Regions from separate parts of the Astyanax mexicanus genome. Here region 1 is linked to region 2. Evidence: chromatin contacts called from public Hi-C data. All regions are on one chromosome and are shown on one strand. The core of a region is the stretch at or near the end of the contact, and the rest is flanking DNA. Distances in the headings are between cores, read along the strand shown. Region 1 has its middle 18 kb from the start of nkx3-1. Region 2 overlaps entpd4 (ectonucleoside triphosphate diphosphohydrolase 4).

Region 1 (5,900 bases), core at 107-2,606, 81 kb after region 2:
CTTGTGTGTTTGCATTTTTGTCACACTTACATTTTTCATTTTATCAAACGGACTTTAATATTAGACAAATATAATGTGTTAATATAAATATAATTATTCACAAATGGAGAAAACACAGAACACTGGTGAACCTTCCCAGGAGTCACCAGCCTACCAAAGTTACTTCAGAAGGGCATGCAAACCTATCCAGGAGGTCACAATAGAACCAAGAACGTTTAAAGAACTGCAGGTCTTACTTGCCTTCTGCTTTTTATCAGACAATCCTGAATGAGAATATCTGTTCATGACCTCAAGCTCAGGTATACTTGGGTTCTGCAGCAGGACAATGATCCAAAACACAAACATTTAAAGGGCTTAAAAAAAACTAAATAAAGGTTTTAGAGTGGCCTAGTCAAAGTCTGATTGAGATGCTGTGGATGATCTTAAACAGGACATTCTTGTTTGAAAAACCTCTAATGTGGCTGATTCTCCGAAGAACAGTCGGCCAAAATTCCTCCACAGAAATGTAAAAGACACATTGGCAGATTTTGCTAAAGCTTGAGTGCAGTTGCCGTCAAGGGTGACACAAGGGTGGAGCAAACACCTTTTCACACAGGGCTAGATTGGTTTGGATATTTGTTTTCCTTTATTGAATTAAATTATCATTTAAAAAGTGCTTTTATATTTATCTTTGTCTGATATTAGAGCTTGTTTAGAAATTGGGAAAATACTTTTTCACGCCATTGTACAACTTTTTTTTTAACTGATTGACACCTGAAACCCTAAAGTGACATTTAATGTAAAAAAAAAAAAAAAAATTGAGAACCAATCTGAGAGCTCGCTTTGCTTTTTCTGCCCAGATACAACAGGGAAACTATTTCTGATTGAATGCTTGCTCTTCCATTGTTTTCAGACGAAACTTACGTTAGGTACATTTCTAAACTGTACAAAGACATACCTAAAAATATCCGCGACCGGTGTTCTGTTGAGGTATGCTACCCATATATGCTTCTTACCAGGGTTGCCAGGTCCTACAAAAATATAAGCCAAAAATATATGTCTCTCACACGTGCGAAGCAAATGACAAAACAACTATGAAAGTACGACTTATGATAACATAATTAACCAAAAAATGAATTTTACTTACTCCGTGCCCCTCCTGAACTCTCTTCTCTACTCTTTAACATTTTTTTCATCGCCTTGTGAATGTGGTTACACTGTGATTCTCTCTCTGTCTCTCTCTCCCTCCCTCCTTCCTCTTTTCGACTTTGAATGTTTAGTTGACCTAACGTCCCAGGGAACACCCCGTTTTTTTGGTGGCTGCGGTAATTTTAGCAAAAATAGCACAAAAAACGCACCCCGCCACACCTAGATCAAATAGCCCCAATTTGGCGGGAAAACCGCGAGCTTGGCAACTGTGCTTCTTACCGGCACTGCGCATGCGCCGACCCACATTTAAAAAAATGTTTTTATGATAATTCAAATCAAATCAAATCAAATGTATTTGTACAGCGCTTTTTACAACTGGTGTTGGCACAAAGCATCTTTACATTAACATGATCACAGGACAAAGAGTCAGGCAAAAGATTAAAAAAAGAAAATACACAATACAGAACCCCCAGAACCTGCCTGGAGCATTTTCTAATATGGCTTTTTTTACCCTTAAATATACACTAGAAACAGTAGGGTAGCACGGTTTCATATTGCCGGCAACACTAGAGCAGTAGAGGGCGCCACAGACCAAAGTCTGTGTACTCGCTGAAACCACGGTTCCATACCTCATCAGATACTATAGCTGTAAGTGTCGTTAGTTGAACTGTTAGGATTTTTGCCTTATTTTGTTTTCACATGTAGCCCTCGTATATAGGCTTATGTAAAAATATACTTCCTAAAATAAAACCGCTTAAAAATAACTTATTTTATCCAGGTTGTTAATGAAAAACAAAGAACAAGACCGTTGTAATGGCTGTTTAAAAATTAGCAGTGGTTTAAAGGGTAGTTTATCATACTGTCCAGCAGTAGAACCAACCAGAAATATTCTTGTTTATAATTTTATTTAAATTTTTTTCTTCATTTTCTCCCTAATTTACACAGCCAATTACCCAACCCATTCATTAGGACTCCCCTTCTCAATAAAGGCTTTATTTCAAAGGGTGTAGCTTATTCTCCAGTGGACCTGATTAGAATATTCTGAACATTTGCCCATTTGTTTATTTGTCCTCTATAGCTTAAGGGGTAATATAAGTGTTTTCTATATTTATATTTTGTTTATGTCCCTTTTATTTAAAAAAAAAAAGACATACATGGGAGCTTGAGGATACCTTTTCCCACTGGATCCTTAAAGACCAGTGGTTCTCAAACTGGTCCTTAGGGAGCCCAGTTCTGAGTTTTTTGAACACTCAAAATTAAATCAGTTGAAATAATTGAGCAGCTGGTTCACATGTTTTTCTTATTGTGATAAATAAGTATCATGACTGTAAATATTTTAAGGTTAAATCCTGGTGTAACATAAATAATACAACAACACTCACATAACTGGTATTTCATATATTTTTTCTTCTGGAAATCATGTCAAAACTATTTAAATGAAAGGTTGTAATATTTAGGCGTCATTATTCAAGCTCATGACAACCATCATAAGGTGTTATTTATACTGTTTAACCCTTTAATGTCCTCATCGTAATTTCCATTGTTTATTTAGGACAATAATAAAAATGACAAGAGAACTGAAATAGTATAATACTGAAAGATACAGGACCTTGAAATGTATATTGACTTCTTAACTGTTTTTATTTAAGGGATCACACATAGAGTACCATGGGTTCTTTTGGGTAAAATGGTAGTTCCACAATATTCTTTTTTCCCCTTTTGTTAAAAACGTGTTTTCATCTCCAGACCTTCCGCGCTATAATAACCCATAATGAACCTCTTTTCGGTTTCTCCACGGTGATGTTAAACTACATGTCCCACGACACGTACACCCTCCCCACACACTGCACTGCCTTTTGTTTGTTGTTGTTGTTGTTGTTTTTTCTTGTCTGATGAGATGTTCAGCAGTTTATCTGGGTGGTATAAAGACAGATACTTCCAAAGTTCTCTGTCCAAACCCTCCATATAATGTCCCTCTGCAATCACACTATCAGCTCTGAATCACCCCTCTACTTTGTGCCCCTAGGATTACAGATAACGCCATTGGAAGATCCTGAAATGACACACACACACTGTGCCTCTGTGTCTCTGTCATACACAGCAGAGAAAAAAAGTCTGTTAAAGGCCACAGCAACCTGCTTTAGCACTGAAACGTAGGTAAATTGAGAACACTTTACTAAAGCGGGCAGCATTCGTAAGGCTACATTAAATAACTGTATGTGCTGTTTATAATCCTTTTATGACAACTGACCCAAGCTTGCATAGATATTTCAAAAGGCATATTTCAACCAGCATCTGTAGTGAAATGAGCTCCAAAATGTGCCTTTTTGACAAGCATATTTCAGTTGCTAGGAGATGCTTACATAAGTATTTTGAGGCTTTATGAACACGTTCCTACAGTAGACACAAGTGTCTACAAAATAAATCAAATTGGCAATATAATACACGTGGATTGCTACAAAACTCATCATGCAGTTATACATATCTCAAGCTGATATGTTAATGATTTTAGGCGTGGTCTGATTAGTCACTGGGAGGCCCTATTTTAGCGATCTATAGCACACTGCTCAATTGCACAAAATGCAGCTGGATATAGGGTGTGTCTGTGTGTCTTTGGTATTGTGAGGTCCCAAAAAATATTTGGGGCTTGAAACAAGCAAAATGGCATCTACTAATTCTCTTAATTAATCTGGTGTGTTCTGGGCATAATGTGAAATAAACCAATCCGTGTGCCAGGTTTAATTTCCTTTAAAAGCCAGGTGCGCTCTGACTTTGGCATGTTAATATTTCGACTGCCTTTTTGCACTTTGTACACTAGCTGAGGGCACACAACGTGCATGGTGCTCCTTCAAGATAGGATTGGGCGGCTGACTGTTGACTGTTGTGAAGGTTTTAATCAGTCAGTGGCGCACCTGTATTTCCCACCACCACGCCAAAAATTTACCTGAACACACCTCAATTCCAGACCACCACACCATCAGTGTAGTATTATTTCTAAACTATGTTGACTATTGAAAGGGTGTAAGATAGCAATAGGCATAGCGACGCATCTTGCACAGGGTGTATGATAGGGCCCTGGGTCCTGCAACAAGGGCAAAAAGAAGTGCCTCACCCACAGCCCTGTAAGAATACTTACAGGCTGCTTTTGGGTAGTGTGCCCTATGGTGAGAGATCAATGACTGCTAGACATGCCTTTACAATGCACTCAAGGACACTCTTGCCAGCTGTCCTTTGACTTTGAGAGGGGGTGCATCATTGGACTAGTTTTGACTTACTGCCTGCTATCTAGGCCTTCCAGAACTAAGGTTAACTCTCCGCTAACCTTAGTTCTATCCCTGGTAACATTAGCTAGCTCGTTTAATCTAGCAAATGTTAATAGTTTAGCTAGCTTGCTGGTAATGTTAGTTAGTTGATTTCTTATGAATAAAGAAATAGCTAAAATGGACACTGAATCTTTTTTTTTTTTTTTAAATACAACACAATTTTTTATGTCAAGAAGCCCCAGTTAGCTTAGCATCCCAAAAGATCTGATCTCTGTGTTTTTGTGAGTCTTCCTGGACAAGATCATTCTTCATGTTCTTGGTGTTTAGAAACCCCCCTTTTCTGCCAAGTCTCAGTCGAGGCCATGGTGGTCTTGAGACTGTGGCCAATCTCGTCGGCTAATCAGTTTACATCTTTACGCACATTTTAAGTAACACAATAGAGGTAAAGGAATGAAATATCTTTTGCTAGAGGACAGGAAAGTTTGAGACATAAGATGTTAATAAGATATCTTAGCATACAGGAATTTAAGTTTATGTTTTTACATGAGAGGGTTTTTATGTTAAGAAATATTTGTATTATTATCAAGGTTAGATATGAAGCCCATACAATATACTAGTCATTTTGGGTAAATAAAATTGATATGATTATGATGAAGAAACTACCACAAGTTTTTATTTCCATGACTTCAGCCTGGAAAAATCAATACATCAATATTTAGTAGATCCTCCATTTTCAGAAATAACAGCCTCTAAACGCTCCCTATAGCTTTCAATGAGAGTCTGGCTTCTGGTTGAAGGTATTTGGATCATTCTTTTTTACAAAACATCTCCAGTTCAGGCAGGTTTGATGGTTTCCGAGCCTGAACAGCCTGCTTTTAATCACACCACAGATTTTTAATAATATTCAGGTCTGGTGACTAAGATGATCATTCCATAAAGTTGTTCTTGTTCCTCTGTATGAATGGCCTATTAGATTTTGAGCAGTGTTTAGGGTCGTTGTCTTGTTGAAATATCCAGCCCCGATGCAACTTCAACTTTCTCAGTGATTGAACATTGTTCTCAATCTGCAGACTTTTACTTAACTGAACACACAGCTTCACAGCATGATTGAACCACCACCAAATTTTACTGTGGGTAAAATTTTTTAATTGTTTATCTTGGAATGCTGTGTTCTTCCGCCATGCATACCACACCCCAAATAACTCAATTTTAGTTTTATCAGTCCAGAGCACCTTATTCCAAAATGAAGCTGACTTGTTTGAATGTGCTTTAGCATACCTCAAGCGACTCTGTTTGCGGCGTGTGCCCATCCTTCTCCTCTGCTTATCTGAGATTTTTCTAGGCCTGTCATGTCAGACCTTAACTAGACCTGTGCCTGTGGTCTTCCATTTTCTGTTCCTCACAGTGGAAATTGACAGCTGAAATCTCTTTGAGCTCAGCTTTTTTGAGATTTGGGCTTTTTGTATCCTTTCACTCAACCGTGATGTTGAACAATCTTTGTTTTCAGAT
Region 2 (5,758 bases), core at 2,744-5,243:
CCTTGGTCTCCTCTACTTTCTGCTGGTCTCAGGGAAGGGACAGAACATCTGGGTCAGAGAAGACAAGCACTATCACAGGTTAGCATTGCTGCATATGATGTGGGGGGAGATGCAGTATTTGACAACTGGCTGGACTACACTGGGATTCCCCCAAATGCCTTTTAAAATACATTTCCTTGATGATTCATGAAAGCAGACTGTTATAAAATATCAAGAAAGTTTGACGAGTATTTATTTATTTGTTTCAAAAATGTTTTTTGAATAATTTGTTTTATCACCTGGAAATATTTCTTAATTTTATGTTTATAGTCACTTATATCAGACCACCTACACATTTCCCAGCTGACCTCCACCCTTATCCTTTTGTTCTCCAGGCATTTGGCGCGCGTGACGGACGTGGAAGCCACGGACACAAGTAATCCCAACCTGAATTATGGAGTGGTGGTGGACTGTGGGAGCAGCGGCTCTCGTGTGTTTGTGTACACTTGGCCTCGACACAACGGCAACCCTCACGACCTGCTGGACATCCGGCAGATGAGAGACCAACACCGGAAGCCTGTAGTCATGAAGATCAAACCAGGTCAGTTTGAAGAAATTGCAAACAGGAATGAGAAGGAATGAATGCAATGCTGGTCCAGTGCAGTGAGACTAAACATACTGTTATAATGTCAAGTAGGGATGTTTTTATAAAGAAAAATGACAAACTTTTATGGGATCTTGCCGCTTTAAACAGGTTCTCTTACCTTTCTATATAATTAAACTCTCTCTTTATATATAAGCACTAGCAAAGAAACAAATGCTGAAATCAAAACTTCACTGTGTGTGTGTTTGTGTGTGTGTGTGTGTGTGTGTGTGTGTGTGTGTGTACATTTTGTGCAGGTATCTCTGAATATGCAACCACACCAGGAAAAGCCAGTGACTACATGTATCCTCTGCTAAGCTTTGCTGCCCAACACATCCCCAAGGCCAAGCACCAGGAAACCCCACTGTATATACTGTGCACTGCAGGCATGAGAGTTCTGCCAGAAAGGTACTTTTTAAATTGTGATTTGCATGTCATCTAAGAAATGAATATTATTTTAACAGTATTAACTTAAATATGCGTTATTGTTGCTTACAGCCAGCAGGAGGCCCTGTTGGAAGACTTACGGACTGACATTCCTGTGAATTTCAACTTTCTCTTCTCTGATTCTCATGTGGAAGTAATTTCAGGAAAGCAGGAGGGTAAGTCTGATTGTATTCATTGTTGGCGATAAACTGAGCTGTCATCACGCTTGGTAGAGCTGTTTTGAGTTTATTGCTAAAGGCATTAATTTCCCTTTTTATTTTTTAAAGGTGTGTATGCATGGATTGGAATAAACTTTGTTCTGGGGAGGTTTAATCATGTAGATGATGGTAAGTGTCATTTGTTATTGTTTGTTATTAGTGGGCAAGCACCAGAAATGTTCAACATTTTGATGTATCATTACTGCTCATTGTATTTTAATAAGATAATTTAAATGTATCAGTAGGTTTGTATTTCTTTTGTTTGACATTTAAAAATGTATTAATGAACATGTTTAACTTTTAAATCTACACTAATTATACACTTGTGCTCTCAAACATTTATTACTGAGTTTAGAGATGCACTGTGTGGTTCAGTAACTTCATCTCAATATATGTATGCACAGTAGTTGCATTACAGGATGTTCAGTTATTTAACCTGACACGCTACAACTTACTTGATACAAAAGGGAAACATAAAAAAAATTAAATATCACAATAAGTATTCAATAACAGAATATCATGGTAGGTTTTTCCATTCTTGTGCTGTCCTATTGAATTGTATTAAAACATTGATTAAAGGAAAAAAAGAAAATCTTTTCTAAAACAGTGGTTATCACAAGGTTAGGGTTAGCATTGCAAATTCCATAAAATTGGTTTGCATTAGCTGTGGCTTTGGAATACAAATAAAAAAAATACTATTGTAAAATTTAACTTTTAAATAGTCCACATCTTTACACATTTCTTGATTTGAACATTTAATTGTGACAAAACTGGTTTCTATTGCTACAGTAGCAGCACCTTTTATTTGCTATGTCCTGTACTCTTAAATCTTTTGTAATGATGACTCTTACTTTGGTCTTGGGTTGTGAGAACCCTGTGTGTGTGTGTGTGTGGAACACTGGTCTTATCTTAGCTCAGTGCCTTTAACACATCTGCATCCAAGGTCACTGTTCACAGACGTCTACTTTCTGTTTACTGTTTTATTTAAAGAGTAGGAGAGTTAAATGTCAGCATGATTTAATATTTGCTTGGCCTTAATGTTATAGGATGTTTTTTCCCCTCTCTATAAATGTTAAATGCTCGCTGCTAAGCTTAGAGACTTTAGAGGATTACTGTCCTTATTGTGACTGTTGTTATTTAAAGTGTGTCTGTTATTAGTCAGTCTGTTTTTAGATGGACTTAATTGCTCTTTTTAAACCAAGCTATTTATTGGAGGATCTGATTTCACATAGTGCGCCTATGTGCACTCTTCAGATATAGCAAAAAAAATGATATAAAAAAAGTGTGTGTAAACCTTTTAAGGAACACTGACTTTTGACAAATGTCATGGGACATAGGACTATTATGTGTGTGAGGTCTCCGGCATTGAATGCTGGTGTAATTTATGCCAGAATCTCATCTGTTTGCATGGACAATTCTAGCCAGACTCTGCTGGTCACGATCCACTGGTCACCCCCACTTGTGCTTCTGCCACTGTGGCTCATAATGCTTTCTATGATGTAGTCCTGGTACACACAACACTGCAGATTGAAGAAACTAAAATGCCTGCACAACTTCATGGATGAAATGTTACAATCATCTGGCGCCCACTTTTCGGCCCCACTCAAACTGCTACATAATGCTGTCTCATGACTTTTGGTATGTTGTCAGTTTTTAAAGAATATTAAAGGAGTTTTCTGGAACTCTGACCATGTAATGTTCACTATTTATTTTTCTAGTAAGTGTAATTAGTGGAAGAATACTTGTTTTAGAAAACTTTTCCTGATAGATAGTTGTAATTTTGTTTCTCAAAAATTAAATCTGAATTTAGTAGTGATGCACCAAATAGACAAAGCAAAAGTTTTAAGGCCTAATACCAAAATACTTTTTTTTTTTTTTAAAGCTGTTTTTTGTTTATTTTGCCACTTTTTACCAATGCATGAATTGAAAAAACAAATGTATTAAATGTATTTTGTCTTGCTTTACAACAAAAACATTTACAAAACTACAATAATAATATAAATATATTTATTGAACATTGGTCATTTTTAACGTCCTAGCAGACATACCACAAGAGCACAGTATTCTACACATTGTTTTTAGTGGTGGTTCCTTTTAAGAAAAAAATATGTATGTATTTTTATGAAACATCATGAAGTTGCAATTATAATGCAAGCCTGCAGCCCTTAAATAGGGAGCCCTCCTGTCTGTTTTTGCCCTTTTGGCTCCGTTTTGTCTCTTGGAATCTAGTAAAGTGTCATCGCTGCTGAAAGAAATTCTAGAGGAAACATTGGAAAACTATCTAAAATCAATTAGACATTATTTGATTTTAACTATTCAGCCTTTTCATTCCATTACTATTAATCCCAGTTTAATACACACATTCAAGAAACATTATAAAACAATATAATAATTACATTTTTTTTTCAAGTGTTTTTATCTGCTGCATGTATGACGAGTGCTCTATAAATTAATTGATTTATATAATTATTGTCAAATCATTTTCTTTTTTGCTTCTCATATTTTATGACCTGCTTCTGTCTTTACAGATCAGGATGCTGTTGTGGAGGTGCAGGTTCCCGGTGGTGACCAGCAGGAGACGCTGGTGCGCAGACGCACGGCTGGAGTGCTGGACATGGGCGGGGTCTCCACTCAGATAGCATACGAAGTGCCCAAAACTGTAAGCTTTGCTTCTCCACAACAGGTTATTATCTAAACAATTTCCATTCTTAAAGCCAAAAAGCTTGGTTTGGTCACTCACCCCCTTTCCTTTCACCTCTCTGGTACCTGGTTATCTTACCTTGCCCTTCCCTATGGACAGAAAAGGCCCATAGAAGTGAGGCTCTGTGTTAAGTTCAGCCGACTGCATGGGGGCTCCACTGTGTGTGATGGTACTAGGCCTAATCATTTTCTAAAAGAGCACAGAATGAAAACTGTGGAGTGATCTGCTTTTTGGTTCAGCATGTTTGTAGTGTGTTTGTGGTGTTTTGATTTCTTTTTGGTATTGCACATGGGGAGAGATTTCATGGCTTATTTCCAGAACTTTGGCTGTAAGTTTTGCTTTTCCTTTACTTTTTTTCCATTTCCTGATCAACTAAGAACAGGATGTTTTAGTCATATTCGTAAGGCCCTTCCTGAAGGGTAACTTTTGTTAATATTTGGTCATGTTTTAAAAATTAGGACATCCATTGACATCCTTTGAATTTATCTTTAAACATTTTGTAAACATATTAATATTTTTATATAATTTTCAACCCAATCTAAATGTCTTAATTTTAAATAAGAGAGGGTCCTCTAAAAACCTCCTAATAATACCACATTCACCCTGGCAGGTGATAATTCGCTCACATTATGCCAAGTTTGTTTAGTTTGGTTTGATTTAGTTCTGTTTTGCAAAATGTATACATGCATAAGAAAGTAATAAAAATAAATAATGATGAAAAAGGAAAAAAATCTCATAATAAAGTCTTGCATTTAAACTAATCAATACAGACCAAAAATGTATAGGCTGATGCTTTAGCTTATTTTCCATTTACTATTTACCTAACTAATATACATTTTTACTTTTAGTGACAGTGTAGTGACACATAAAAAAAAAACTAACAATCATTCGAATTTTAACATTTCCATATATAAAAAGATTATTCTTCAGTTTTATGCTTGTTCAAGTCTAACATATCGAGTTGTCAGCTGTGTTAATTCATGCTTCATCTTTCTTCAAATTGCCCCAATATTTGAGCAAATAGGCATCATATATTATAGGAAAGGAAAAATCAATGGCTATAATCATATCTGTTGTATTTAGAACTACACTGATCAGGATATGAAAAAAGTCACTTCAGTGCGCCATAATTAATTTCAAGTTAAGAAAATCTCAGCTTCGCTCTTAAATCGGTCCCCTCCCACAGGAAAAGATTCGCTCTGTCACCTGCCAGTGTCAGCAGAGGGTAACCATGTTCTAGTCTTCTGCAAAATGTGTTTTTATCTTAGTACCTCATATTTGTTTAAATGTTAAAAAGACAAAGGTTCTCAATGATATTGTCTTTTTGTTTTTTACATGACTGAAGGGCAAGATATATTTATCTTTACGTTTTCTCTGTTTTATGCCAAACATTTCTATATTGAGTTCGTCTAATCAATAAAACGGCTCATGTGAAGCTGCTTATTAAAGCTTTACATTGTTTTGCTGATTAATGGCTTGTAGTGTGCCTACAATAACCCAGCAAGCGATTTTATAATGCATTTTTATCTGACTCCAAGCAAGCTGAGACGTGTCCATCTCCCCGCATGTGTGCTTCCATATGCATTTACAGGAGGATGTGGCGAAAAACTTGCTGGCCGAGTTTAACCTGGGGTGCGATGCTCATCGTACAGAACACGTTTACCGTGTTTACGTCTCAACCTTTCTGGGGTTCGGTGGGAATGCTGCCCGACAGAGATATGAGGAACAGCTTGTGAGCAACACTGTCCTTCAGAACAAGTAAGAGTGTTTACTGACAACATAAAAATACAG

What was found. A called contact is a pair of places that touch in the nucleus more often than the background predicts.
Region 1: a contact with region 2 is called in a Hi-C map of blood, with 3 times the contacts expected there. The contact joins two enhancer-like sites. A contact is called at or near these places in 2 of 3 Hi-C or Micro-C datasets (blood and muscle).

Annotation. Positions count from the first base shown.
Region 1 is chr12:26,062,020-26,067,919 of AstMex3_surface, forward strand. No RefSeq gene overlaps it. Among protein-coding and RNA genes, the nearest start is that of nkx3-1, 18 kb to the right of the region's middle. Within about 2 kb of position 1,357, the one cell type or tissue checked has an H3K27ac peak away from gene starts, as active enhancers do.
Region 2 is chr12:25,978,363-25,984,120 of AstMex3_surface, forward strand. entpd4 (ectonucleoside triphosphate diphosphohydrolase 4) reads left to right here. Exons shown (of 13, transcript XM_007235229.4): 3 at 1-78; 4 at 375-580; 5 at 880-1,030; 6 at 1,121-1,224; 7 at 1,336-1,395; 8 at 3,795-3,925; 9 at 5,559-5,725. Among protein-coding and RNA genes, the nearest start is that of entpd4, 5.5 kb to the left of the region's middle. Within about 2 kb of position 3,994, the one cell type or tissue checked has an H3K27ac peak away from gene starts, as active enhancers do.